Linked DNA regions of Bombyx mori: region 1 is linked to region 2. Evidence: chromatin contacts called from public Hi-C data. All regions are on one chromosome and are shown on one strand. The core of a region is the stretch at or near the end of the contact, and the rest is flanking DNA. Distances in the headings are between cores, read along the strand shown. Region 1 overlaps LOC101738887 (ATP-binding cassette sub-family G member 1-like). Region 2 holds the start of LOC101739077 (etoposide-induced protein 2.4 homolog).

The links. A called contact is a pair of places that touch in the nucleus more often than the background predicts.
Region 1: a contact with region 2 is called in a Hi-C map of posterior silk gland, with 1.7 times the contacts expected there. The contact joins the enhancer-like site here to the promoter of LOC101739077 in region 2. A contact is called at or near these places in 5 of 7 Hi-C or Micro-C datasets (midgut, posterior silk gland, an unstated tissue and 1 more).

The regions. Positions count from the first base shown.
Region 1 is chr12:14,312,941-14,319,872 of ASM3026992v2, reverse strand. LOC101738887 (ATP-binding cassette sub-family G member 1-like) reads right to left here. Exons shown (of 14, transcript NM_001279469.1): 4 at 3,750-3,939; 5 at 1,897-2,044; 6 at 1,248-1,424. Among protein-coding and RNA genes, the nearest start is that of LOC110385297, 21 kb to the left of the region's middle. Within about 2 kb of position 1,317, at least 5 of the 8 cell types and tissues checked have open chromatin away from gene starts, as enhancers often do.
Region 2 is chr12:14,272,877-14,279,986 of ASM3026992v2, reverse strand. It overlaps LOC101739077 (etoposide-induced protein 2.4 homolog), which reads left to right and starts at 2,079. Exons shown (of 7, transcript XM_004926739.5): 1 at 2,079-2,264; 2 at 2,342-2,499; 3 at 2,810-3,065; 4 at 3,549-3,668; 5 at 6,160-6,383. The coding sequence starts at 2,250.

The DNA of each region.
Region 1 (6,932 bases), core at 68-2,567, 41 kb before region 2:
ATTTAAACCTATCCTACTCAATTTCCCTATTTCCTATTTCCTACATAGTTAAAGCATTTAATGATTGTATAATATGTAGTTATACAATAATTATATACCTAAACTTTGACAACATATAAGTATAGGGGCATCCGCTACAAGATGTCGCTAGTTTCCTTACAAACAAAATATTTGTCTTAAAGTACTTTACTTTACACTTTATGACTACTTTTAATGTATAAACTATATTTTGCTCGAGCATTACAGTAATAACCAGTATTAAGTCTACAAAGAATTTTCAAATTTGACTAAGCAGTATTCGGCTAGTGATGATGAATAAGTTCCATCTTGATAAAAACATCATGTAATATTATCTAATTAAATAAAAATAAAAAAAAATTATAAATTTAAATTTGATGCTAATCCTTTTTCTGTCGACACGATTTTAATTTCTTCGTTATAAGTAATCGAAGATCAATATCGTCGAGTATCGACTATACCAATACTTTACTAGTACAACTTGATTATTGACATCTGTCAAATGGGACTTCGTAATTGGAATAGAGATTAGTAGTAGGCAGAAAAGCCCACGCCACATCTGATGGTGACTGGTCACCACTATCCGCCCTTGATACGAGACACAATAACGTTATACGAAGCTCAAAGTACTACCACCATCCCGTCTATAACATAAAGAGATAATACTGTACTGGAATTTGTTTAAACGAAATTGAGACTTCGACATCATACTCCAAGGTCGATAGTGCGTCGACACAACGCTTTGTAACACAATGAACGAATGAGTTTAGCGCATTACTTACAACGAGGGTCATTGGCCTTAAAGTTTGCTTTTTTTTCCTACCTACGCTGATAGCCTTGAGAGGCTATTTCAGCTTCGCCGTAATGTGTGTAGGTGAGCTCATGGGTCTCAAACCGGAGTGTCGCTAACACTGACCCTAGCAAGAGCAGTGCTTCGCAGAATCTACCACCGGATCGGAAACGCGACCCACTGAGAAGATCCAGCGAGAAACTCAGTGGGCTGTGTCTGTGGGTTAATTCGCTCGTCGAGCCCTTCGTCGCAAGTGACCGGTGCTTGTGGTACCTAAAAGCACCGTTAATGGATCGGGAGGATCCGTAATGACGTGCTTTGGGCGACGTCGACTGTTTACCATTCGCTGTACAGGATCGGGTATGTAGTTTCCAGACGTATAGATGTCGCTACGTGAGCTTCCTGACACTCGCGACCGCATCCGTGACGCCTTACGTACCTAATCTCCCGGTGCTGCCCTGGTACACGCACTGGCCGTCCGCCAGGGTGTACAGATGGTCAAACTTCTCGAACAGCCTGGCGGAGGGCTGGTGGATGGTGCAGATGATGGTCCTGCCCTCGCTGGCGAGCGTCTTTAGCAGCGAGATGCATTGGAAACACGAAGAACTGTCCAGACCTTTGGACGAAAGCGGATAATCAACCAAAAATAAACATATGATAATCATGATAAAAATGAACAATAACATATGATAAGCGGTAGGCAGCGGCTTGGCTCTGCCCCTGGCATTGCTGAAGTCCATGGGCGACGGTAACCACTCACCATCAGGTGGGCCGTGCGCTCGTCTGCCTACAAGGGCTATAAAAAAAAAAAAAAATGACAGATTAAGACCATTTAGGAGAAATCAAGATTAAATTTAAAATGAACTTTGGTGTGAAAAGTGACATATTTTGGGTTTTTTTTTGTTAGGAATACTCGTGATTCCTTCGATACTCCTAATTCAATATCGGCTATTTTTAACTAAAGAGTATTTATTAGTGATAGACAAAGATAGAAGGAATAATAGTATTTAACTGTTTTGTCTTCCCTTATTTGTTTTTAGTTATAAAAGTTTGAAAAGATAATGAATGAAGATAGAGAGCTTTCGCACCTGATGTAGGCTCATCGAAGAACATAATAGGTGGATTGTTGACCAACTCCAGAGCGATGGAGAGACGTTTCTTTTGACCCCCGGACAGGTTCGACGTCATCGTCTTACGGTGTTCCATCAAGCTGAGGGTGTGGAGGATCGTTTCGGTCTGGGAAAGAAGAAACCCACCACATTATTCGCAACGCGACAAATATGTAAGCTTTTATATTTTTGATAGACCACGTCCAAAACTTACCTTTCAGACGATTTAGCTAAATCCTCATTGGCTAGTTTCATGTAGTTAAATTCTAAGTCAAACGTAAATTTTGGGAAATTCGTGAGCACGCACACATGCATAATTAGAAAACTTTGAGCCTAACACAGTATCTTGAACGTGGTATTTAGAATACTTTGGATTAAGAGTTTTCCTGTTTTTTTTTATTGCTTGGATGGGTGGATGAGCTCACAACCCACCTGGTGTTAAGTGGTTACTGGAGCTCATAGACATCTACAACGTAAATGCGCCGCACACCTTGAGATATAAGTTCTAAGGTCTCAAGTATAGTTACAACGGCTGCCCCACCCTTCAAATCGAAACGCATTACTGCTTCACGGCATAAATAGGCAGGGTGGTGGTAACTACCCGTGCGGACTCACAAGAGGTCCTACCACTAGTAATTACGAAAATTATAATTTTGCGGGTTTGATTTTTATTACACGATGTTATTCCTTCATCGTGGAAGTCAATCGTGAACATTTGTTAAGTACTTATTCCGTTAGAAAAATTGGTAACCGCCTGCGGGATTCGAACACCAGTGCATCGCAATATACGAATGCACTGAACGTCTTATCCTTTAGGCCACGAAGACTTCGAAATATTATAAAAACAACACTGTTGTCTTTTTCCAAAACCCCTACGCCTTTTTAAGGCCGATTGAGACATTCAACTGAGATTGAAATCTAAACAAAAAACTTGCCCGCACCAGTCTTATTAAATCGAAAAAAACCGGTCGAAACTTGGTGAAGGCACATTAATGTTAATAATTCTTATATTATTATTCAATTATGATACCTGTTTTGACATATTATGTGACGTAAAACTATGATACAGTTTGAAGATAAAAACATTGAGTGAGAATCTGCGAACGAATAAATCGGTGTATTTTTTTTTCATAACGCATATCGAGCTGGTCACGTTGGGCATTAATATTAATACTATACACGAGACGGATAGTTTGAGACTGGGCCGAAAATGGCTTACGTGTGGCGGGCAACGCGTTAGTAATAGAAAATGTCGAGGCTATCAACACGAGCTATGGATTCATTCATTTAAATTCTACTTATACGTGCATAGAAAAAGATATCTATATATTAAATACGTGAAGCAAAAACTTTATACCCCTTGTTACGAAAATTGCGCGTACAGAGCAGTATGAAATTTCCCACACTTATAGAGAAGATAGAGAAGGAGTGCAGAATGTAAATATTTTTTTAAATTATGCATAAAAAACACCTTAAATCAATAAAAAAACATTACACACACTAACATCTATTTGACAAACACACACTTAAATACATGTATACTTTGTTTATTATCAAACTTTTATTATTTAAAGTCTATGGTCAAATTGAGAATAGATTAATATGTATTGTTTGTCTTTAATATTATTTGTCTATAGTGTAATCTTGGTGAAATCTGTGAATAAAGAAGTTAATGTCTTTGACAATAGAACCATAATAATGTTCAAATTTATAATTTAAATTAATTAAAGTCGAATTTCGACTACTGCGGGACCACTTAGTCATAATAAAAATACCAAAAAAATGTAACTAGTCCAAAGTTATTTCATTCATTTTTGATTATGTTGACTCACCAGCATTTCTTTTTCGTCTCTCGTAGTGGAACTTGGCAGCTTGAGGGATGTCGCCACGCCCATGGCCTCTTCGACAGTTAGGTTGCCGTGAAGCTGATTATCCTGCATGATGTAGCAGGACAGCTTCCGGAAACTGGACAGGTTACGCTCCATACCGTTGACTGTTATACTACCCTCCATACCGGAAGTCCTGGTGGCGAAAATAATCATCAAGACAGAACTCGTTTGATCCCACTATTTAGAGTGGCGGAATAATTTATCTTTAGACTTTTCATTGTACTGCGTAATTTTTACTGGTGGTATGGTAGGACCTCTTGTGAGTCCGCACGGGTAAGTACCACCACCCTGTCTATTTGTGCCGTGAAGCAGTAATGCGTTTCGGTTTGAAGGGTGGGGCAGCCGTTGTAACTATACTGAGACCTTAGAACTTATATCTCAAGGTGGGTGACGCATTAACATTGTAGATATCTATGGGCTCCAGTAACCACTTAACACCGGGTGGGCTGTGAGCTCGTCCAACCATCTCAGCAATAAATACAATAAAAATTGGACCATTTGGTCTTAAAACATTCCATATGCTTGACGTAGCGGTGTTTTATAAAACAAAGCAATATTTAATTATTAAAAGGTAGATTCAGTAATGAGGAATAGTGAATCAAACGTTCTTAATATTGAACGCAGTCAGACAAATCCCTTTATGAAGTGTTCAACAAATGGCTGGTCTACTGAAGAGAATAAAAACATAGAACATTTTTAATATAAACTTGTTTTATAAATATTTTAACATCGTCACTGTATCTATTGAGTTTGATTAATTGAATTTTAATTATTGATTTAATTATTATTGATTTTATTAATACGTTAAAAGATTCTAGTTTAATATTAATAATGTTATTTATAAATTAGTAACAGTTGATGTCCTTTACGAAGAAATAGAACACGATCGTATTTTTTTTCTATTCTATCAGCCCATGGACGTCCACTGCTGGAAATAGTTGGGGGCAGCCGTTGTAACTACACTGAGACCTTAGTACTTAAAAAAAATAGGCCTCCCCCAAGCCTCGCCACAAAGACCGGTCCTGCGCTGCCTGCATCCAGCGGATCCCCGCGAACCTCAATAGGTCGTCGGCCCACCTTGTGGGAGGCCTACCCACGCTACGTCTCCCAGTACGCGGTCGCCACTCAAGAACCTTCTGGCCCCAACGGCCATCCGTTCCGCGAGCAATATGTCCTGCCCACTGCCACTTCAGTGTCGCAATCCTTTGGGCTATGTCGGTTACCATGCTTTTCCTGCGAATCTCCTCATTTCTGATTTGATCTCGCAGGGAAGCTCCGAGCATAGCCCTCTCCATTGCTCTTTGGGTGACCTTGAGCCTTCTCATAAGGCCCATTGTGAGCGACCACGTCTCAGTGCCATATGTCATCACTGGCAACACACACTGGTCAAAGACTTTCGTCTTGAGACACTGTAGTATTTGTGATGCTGATGATTGGATGATTTCCGAATGCTGCCCATCCGAACTGGATTCGACGGTTGACCTCTTTTTCGAAGTTGGACTTACCTAGCTGGACAGTGTGTCCCAGGTAAATATACTCGTCAACAACTTCGATACGATCGTATATGAGCCCGTAAACCTTTTTTAGATTAAAGTCCCGCCTACTATGAAACATGATATCGTCTTTTCGCATTAAAAGTGTACAATTTCCAAAAATATTCGAAATTGAGTTAATATGCGGAATTATTTGGTATCACCAGTATTTTTCTTATAAATACTGTCAAAAGAGCGTAGTTTAGTTTCAGTTTTTTTTTTTTAGCTTACCTATATTTTGACAGCTATTATAATAACAAAATTATTTTTTTACTGGTGGTAGGACCTCTTGTGAGTCCGCGCGGGTGGGTACCACCACCCTGCCTATTTCTGCCGTGAAGCAGTAATGCGTTTCGGTTTGAAAGGTGGGGCAGCCGTTGTAACTTACTTGAGACCTTAGAACTTATATCTCAAGGTGGGTGGCGCATTTACGTTGTGGATGTCTATGGGCTCCAGTAACCACTTAACACCAGGTGGGCTGTGAGCTCGTCCATCAATCTAAGCAATAAAATAAAAAAAAACATAATTTTATCTTACTTTAAAAGACAGATAATGTAACTGGTAAAAACTAAAAAATAAATGTTGCAAAGATGATTAATATTAAAAATATGCCTTTAAAACACTCTCTTGCAAAATTTAGAAGTTTTTAGATAATACAGTATTAATGCGAGAAGACTATATGGTATTTATTACATATCCTTCAAGATTGGACCAAACGAACCAATAGTTCTATTGAAAGAATTTTGACGAGCAATTTATGAACAATTAAAAATAATTGCGACAGTTCGATAGTAATCAACAACAACAATGGGCCTTGTTGCGGATCAATTTGTTATTACTGGGTCTGAGCAAGTTGATAGTCCAGTGCTGTGTGTAATCCGACCGGAATGCAAACGTATTTACAATAGACCGAAGCCTTATAATTCAATGGCAACATATGTATTCAATTCAAGTATTTAGGGTATTTTAGACTGTTATCAGTCAAGAGAAGGTTATTTGCCTTTGAAATGGTCCGGATTGAGCATAGTGACAGCGAAACAAAGTATTACATATATCAATTGATAATAATTACTGGTGGTAGGGCGTCTTGTGAGCCCACACAAATGGCTACCACCAAGCCAAATACCAAATATGGGCGGGGTCCATATTTTGCGCGAAACAATTTCGATTTATAATGTGACAGCCATTGGACTATAGCAGGGGTGGTCAACCCCATAGATCGTGGCTATTAGTTCAGTCGATCGTGGAAAGCCAAAAAATATAAATACATAGAACAGACTGCGCAACGTAATCACCAATCATCATCATGCACGCATCATCTTCATCTTGTATCATTTGTTAATGACCATTACGTCACATTATTTATGCTCTCCTCTTCTACACAATAGTTCGCTTTTATTATATAATTTCCGGTTTATTTTAATATTTTTAATAAAAGAAAATATACTAATGAAGTCGTCGTGGCCTAAAGGATAAGACGTCCGGTGCATTCGTATGTAGCGATGCACCGGTGTTCGAATCCCGCAGGTGGGTACCAATTTTTCTGATGAAATACGTACTTAACATATGTTCACGGTTGACTTCCACGGTTAAG
Region 2 (7,110 bases), core at 830-3,329:
CCCAGGACTCCCCAGAAGGGGAACACCTGAGCGGGGAGGGATCACTTCCCAGACGGGAGAGTGGTCCACCCACGGGGCTGGTGCAATGGTTCCGCATAGAGGGGCACCCCAACATGTGGGGGAAACGATGAGAGTGGACAGCTTAGTCTCATAGAGGCACTCGTTATGAGCATTCCCATATCATTCCGATTAATCCGACTACCTTGTCATATGAAGGGGTTCCAATAGCTTCCTTGGTAGCGCCTGACCTTCAGGCGGTCTGGCGTGCAAAGGAGCTATATTGCAGAGATGCTCGTGAGGTTCACCGTCGGGCCACTCGTAAAGATTACGAGCTAGCCCCCGGATTAACTCCTCGAGCGACTCCACATCTAGATGTGGAGTAATCCCGGGTGATTACGACATTTCTGACGTAACGCCCTGCTCCTGTTATCGCGCGAAGAGCCAGATTTTACTAGGCCTGCAATCTCTCCCGCATACACTGCGGGATGAGATGATAGCAGGTGGCAGCTGCGTACGTGATACGCGAACAAAACGTGTTGTAAATGCGAAGCTTGGTCCTTTTTTTTTCGGGCAGGGGGCCGAACCTAGTGTGAGGCTTCCGCGCAGCTTGGAGGACACCACCGGACGGAGGAGAAACCTCGCCTGGCGAGCGGCCGCCAACGCCGACGTGGCGTGGGCGGTCATCTTCAAACTCCAGTCGTCGGTATTAACCCCCAGATACCGGAAGCTGGATTCAAACTCGACATTGACGCCACGGAGACTGAGCTGTCCCGAGACGACTCTTGTACGGACCGGACCGAAGAGGATTGCCGCGGTCTTCCTTACGTTGACCGCAACCCTCCATCGGTCCAACCATTGTGGCAGCAAGTCCAATAATCTCTGCATCCTCGAGATGTTCGCAAAGGCGAAGTTGGATGACGCGAAGTAGGCGCTGTCGTCGGCAAACAGCGCCAACTTCATGTCGGCTTCCCACGCTCGAGGGCAACCTCCGAGCCACACTCCGACTGACCTTGTCGATGTGAAGGCCAGCAAGTCCAACTGATCATACACCACGTCCCGTCTGACGAGCGCCGCAGTGCTTCTGAATAGGCGCCCGGCAGGGGTCAGTTTATCGCGTCGGTACATGAAATAGTTTGGAATCCTGAATGTCACCCAAGGATGGAGCTTGGTCTCGCCCAGAAGTACAACCTGCGGGGTATACTCCCGGGCGAGAACAAGCAGGTCGTTTAGAGCTAACTATGTGACCCTACGGTAGGATCAATGCACTAGAAATGTGGTGCTGGAGAAGGATGCTCCGCATATCTTGGACTGTGCATCGCGCTGGTGGTAGGACCTCTTGGGAGTCCACACGGGTAGGTACCACCACCCCGCCTATTTCCGCCGTGAAGCAGTAATGAGTTTCGGTTCGAAGGGTGGGGTAGCTGTTGTAACTATACTGAGACTTTAGAACTTATATCTCGAGGTGGGTGGCGCATTTACGTTGTAGATGTCTATGTGCTCCAGTGACCACTTAACATCAGGTGGGCTGTAAGCTAGTCCATCCATAGATGGATTTACTTAGAAGCAACAAAAAAAAAAAACAACGCCTCGATCTCAAAAGAAATTAATATTTCTCAAAGATTGTTGTTAACAGTGCAAACCCGGATTCCCCGATACTTTGGACACGTTTCGCGATGGCCAGCAGAGTCTATCGAGAAACTTGTTCAGGGTAGGGTCAATATTAAAAGACCTCGTGGATGAAACCAATTGCGCTGGACTGATCAAACGAAAATTCTTACCAAAACTCCACTTAACGAGTGCGTGCGCCAAGCCTCAGTGGAGAACGAACTATGGAGAACAGCAGCTGTCAAGGCTTTAATTACACATGAACACGACTGCTCTGCCAAGAGTAACCAATTATGATGGTGATGATGAATGATACAAGATTTTGGCAGCAATGGGCTGTACAAAACTTTGGTACCTCAAAAACAAAAATGAATGAGAAAGTGTAAAGTCCCAGAAGCCCATTGCCGTACTTACAAACCAAGAAGAAGAAATTGTATCTATGGAACAACTGATGTCAAAAATTATGTCATAACACTCAACATTGTCAATTTGTCATCATTCGTGAAATCTGATGAATGCTGTACCTACGTATCTTGTACGGTACTTGAAAATTACGTCAAAATTAAAATAAATGTCACAATTTTAAAGTAAAATGACTTACAAAATAAAACATTAAAAAGTGTTTGGTTTTGGAACTCCTAACAATGGAAAGCATAACAGTGAGTCTTAGTAAAAAGTGTCTTTGTTCATTGATACAAATTTTTTAAAGCTAATAATTACCTATTTATTTTTGTAGAGTTTTTCCGTTTCGCTTATCAAGGGGTTCGTCGATAGTTTGAGGGGAGTTACTGTGCTGTTATATCTAGATAAAGAAATAAACGAGCGAGCTTTGAGCCGATCTCCACAGACCGATGCGGATTCTAAACATAAACAAAAACAGCCCAAAGTTAGACAGTAAGTTTTTTTTTTTTTTTGAAACTTTGAATATGACGTAAAAAAACACTTGTACCTAATTCAAATCAAGATAAAAAGTTTTAATTGCGCGCTATAATTAAACCATTTAATTAAAAAAAAACAATGTTTCTTTCAATTTTATGTTAAAAAAAACTGCTAATATTGTACAATGTTAAATATCAAAAAAAAGTTAGAATATAATATAATTATAAATTATATTATCATGTAGTATAAACACTTATTAATAATAAAAAAACAGTTTCCTAACTCTACACCAAAATTAATGTGAAAATAACATTTTAATTTACAGGGAATCAAAAGTACTTACAAGAGTATTACAATCATGTATACTCAATGGCTTCATATTCTTACTTAGTATCTTAGTATTTGAGTATGTTCTACTCCCAGCCATTAAATACTTAGTTATGGTTATTTTTGGTCATGATCCTGGTGTAGCCCATAATGTGTGGGCATGGATGCAACCATTCCTGCTAATGACTTTCCGAATGATATGGGTGCTGCCACTGTTCTTGTTAAGTAAACTTGTCAACAGTTTATGGTTTCAAGTGAGTCTCTCCCAATTTCATAAAAATTATATGAATTTAATTTTAAAATATTAGTAAAAAGTAAACTTATATGTGAGCATTTTTCACTTCATGATAGTGAGAATGGTCATTATTCTCTGTATTGGACTGTTTTTTTTATTTATTGCTTTATTGCTTAGATGGGTGGACAAGTTCACAACCTACTTGGTGTTAAGTGGGTACTGGAGCCCATAGACATCTACAACATAAATGCGCTACCCAACTTGAGATATAAGTTCAAAGGTCTCAAGTTACAATGGCTGCCCCACCCTTCAAACCTAAACGCATTACTGCCTTATGGCAGAAATAGGCGGGGGGTGGTACCTACGCACACAGACTCACAAGAGGTCCTACCACCATTAAATTAATTTCAGTAAATATTCAACACTGCCAGTTTCTACAACAGGTTTTTTATTGACTAACTTCTTCAAATCTATAAACATTTTGTTTTAATCTTTTTTTCAGGACATAGCTGATTCAGCTTACCGACATCGACGTGGCCGGCCACAATTCATGTCGAGTGTAAGCAAAATAATAGCGGACTCCCTGTTCAGTTTGCTGGTGCAAGCTTTATTTTTAGTACAGGTAGATATATAACTCACATCTATACTAAAATATAAATGTACAGTGGTTTTTACGGATGTTCCGTTATAACTACTGAACCATGCATCCGATTGATTTGAAACTTGGTATCCATGTAGAAAATACATCTACTTGATGGATAGGCTAATATTTATATGAGTGTTGGACTGCCTAATAATAATGACAAATAATAATGTTAATGTTAAATGCCCAGTGAAGCAGGCGAGTACGGCTAGTCATTAATATAAATGTTTAATTGAAGAACTTTTTGATTGTGCCAAGGTAATATTTGGCCGATGAAAGTAACAAATATCTTTTTTGTTACCTAATGCTAAAGAGAAGAGACAGTAACTGAAATATGTCGCTAAACATGGAAATTCATGATATGAAAAGTAATGATACATTCCCAAACCAAATGCTGAACCCATTAGAATCCATTAGAACACATAGAAACCATTCAGATCCAAGCATATAAGTTTTTATTAATTTGACATATAAAGTCAGGTTAGGTTAGGTCTAGGTTAGATATACTTTCAGCACTCTGATAGACATGATATCTGATTATTTTTTCTCTTTTTTTGATGTAAAACTAGATCTTATAGGCTTGACTTTACAGACTATGTCCCAGACAGCACTCTTTCTATTCCAATAGGTATTTCCGTATTGATTATTCAAACTTAGATTGCAGACTATTATCTACATCCCAATATGTATGGATTTTAAAATTAACTGCACAAATTCAATGTACACAAAAATAGTAACTGGCTAATGAATAATTCATTTATTAAAATTCTAGTCTTTGTTTCAAACCTTGCGTGAACCTCGCCACATAACTACTTGACGATATAGTAGTTAATGAATTAATAAGTATTCTGAATATAATTAATATTTCTGTATATTTTAAAATTTTCAATATTATTGTGACGGTTCACTCATTCATAGATCCACTGGGTGAAAATTCCTAAAGCACTGCCTTGTACTAAATTTTGTCAGTTTCTATTCATTGTCGTAGGTACCAATGTGTTCACAAATAAATAAATACTAAAAATAATTGTTTGTTGATTAATCTATAGATGTGAAAATTTTTATGTTTCGTTAATTCTACTTGAAGTCACTCTTATTTTTCTTGCACACATTTCGGCAAAAGTTAAATTTGTGGTTATATTATTCTGGGAAACTGAGAGACTGAAAGGGAAAATGCATTTCGGTTCCAAGGGTCGATCAGCGGTTCCACTATAGGAGACTTTGACCGGAAATGTCGAAGTGGGTTATGGCCTTAGCTTTATGATGTCGATAAGCTCCGATCACCACTTAACACCAAGCGGGGAGCAAACTCCTACCCATCTTTGAAATAAAAAATAAAAGTATGTAATTGAGAAAGTTACTATAAAAATGTATTGATCATAAGATCGTCATTATTTTGTTTTTCGTAAACTTTATTTTATTTTGACCTAGTCTGATAATTTGCGAGTCGCTTATCTGAACAAACTGTTTGTACAGTTGTTTAGCATTTCTGCAAATAAATTTCTGGCGTATTGTTTAAGTATGAGTATTGTAAACGAACGGGAGTTTATTATTTATTTTACGAAGCGTTGTCTGAATTCACGAAACTGTTATCGAAAACTGAGAAAGAATAATAAATATCCAACTAATAAACTGCATATGTACAAAATAAAAAAAAATAAAAACAGTAATATTTTCTTCGGTCTTCGCGTATCGTACACATAAATAAAACTACTTGTATGTACAGATGTTTTTCTTTTTTACTGTCATTATATTTACAACGTTTCGATTAGTCTACAGTCGGTGGAGTATGTGGGGAGGTCAAGGGGTGCATTACGCCCGGGCGCTACTCGTAGAGGGGCGACAAATAAATGGCCCGCAAAACAAAAAAAATACTGGATATTTTTTTGGATTTTGTTAATTATTAATGTCTGGAAAATATATTTTAAATTTAGTGCCAGTATAATATAGTAAACCATCATTCCCCTGCCCTTCTCCCAGTCACCTGGAATCGGCGCAACATGTTTTCTTCTTCCATACTCCTCTATCATATACCATACCACTGGTGGTAGAGCCTCTTGTGAGTCCGTACGGGTAGGTACCACTACCCCGCCTATTTCTGCCGTGAAGCAATAATACGTTTCGGTTTGAAGGGTGGGGCAGCCGTTGTAACTATACTTGAGACCTTAGAACTTATATCTCAAGGCGGGTGGCGCATTTACGTTGCAGATGTCTATGGGCTCCAGTAACCACTTAAAACCAGGTGGGCTGTGAGCTCGTCCAAACTTCTAAGCAATAAAAAAAACTTTCAAAAATTACATTAATAGTATGTACCTAAATATGAATCAAGGTTGTTAATAAAGGCTTCTTTATCTTTATCTTAAGTCATAAATAAAAAAGAAAAATTCGCTAAAAAGGTATCGTGTCCCGGACGCGAGTTTAGATCGTTATGCCACTGTCTATACTGTCTATAGTTTTCGTTTATTTTCAGAGCATGTTGGTCAGCATGCTTCCCTTAACCTACGTAGGCGAGTTGCTCTGCCTAATTCACATGTGTCTACTGTACTCGCTCTATTCGTTCGAGTACAAATGGTTCAACATGGGCTGGGAGCTGCACAAGCGCTTGACATTCATCGAGTCCAACTGGCCGTATTTCGTCGGCTTCGGACTCCCCTTAGCCGTTTTGACTCAGATACCTCAGTCTTATATTATAAGGTGAGTTTTGTTACTATTTTACGTTGATTCGTGTTGTTGTACGTGTTTCGGCTTTATCTGTGTGAACTATGACGAAACAGAGGCTATTCTAAATATATTAAAGTAAAACACACAAATAAACGCGCACACACTCACACACACACACATTTGCTATATATAATTAGTGATATTGTAGTATATAAAGTATATAACGTGCTTTTATGGAAGAGCGGAGTCTCCTAGTGCAGGCTTGCACGCTTAAAAGGAGACGCCAATCATTGTATTATTTTAACTAGATTTTGAAAATAAAGTATTTTGTATTTGTTTTTGTATCTGTGTGTGTGTGGAGAAGGAGTACGGTCATTGTCGTGGCGTGCAGCCTCTTTGACAGGACATACGACTTACAATTACTGTACATAAACTAAGGGAGAGGCTTGAAAGGTTTGATTCGAAAAAGAACACAAGAAATGGAATGAGGACGACCATTCACTGACAGTGGTCATTCTTTTCAATGCTCTCCTAAAAATACATGAAATAGACTAGAAAGAACGAACCAACCATTCAGTCATTATAGAAATCAATGAACAGCAAATTTGGTGAGAACCAGAACCCGAATATAATATTGTATATTGTGAACCTTGAAACGGAACGTCGCATTTTGTATTGCATTGCTGGCTACCCTCAAACCGGAAATTTTATAGAAAATGCTCAGAAGGTCACAACTCGTGTGAACTCATAATGCTCCATT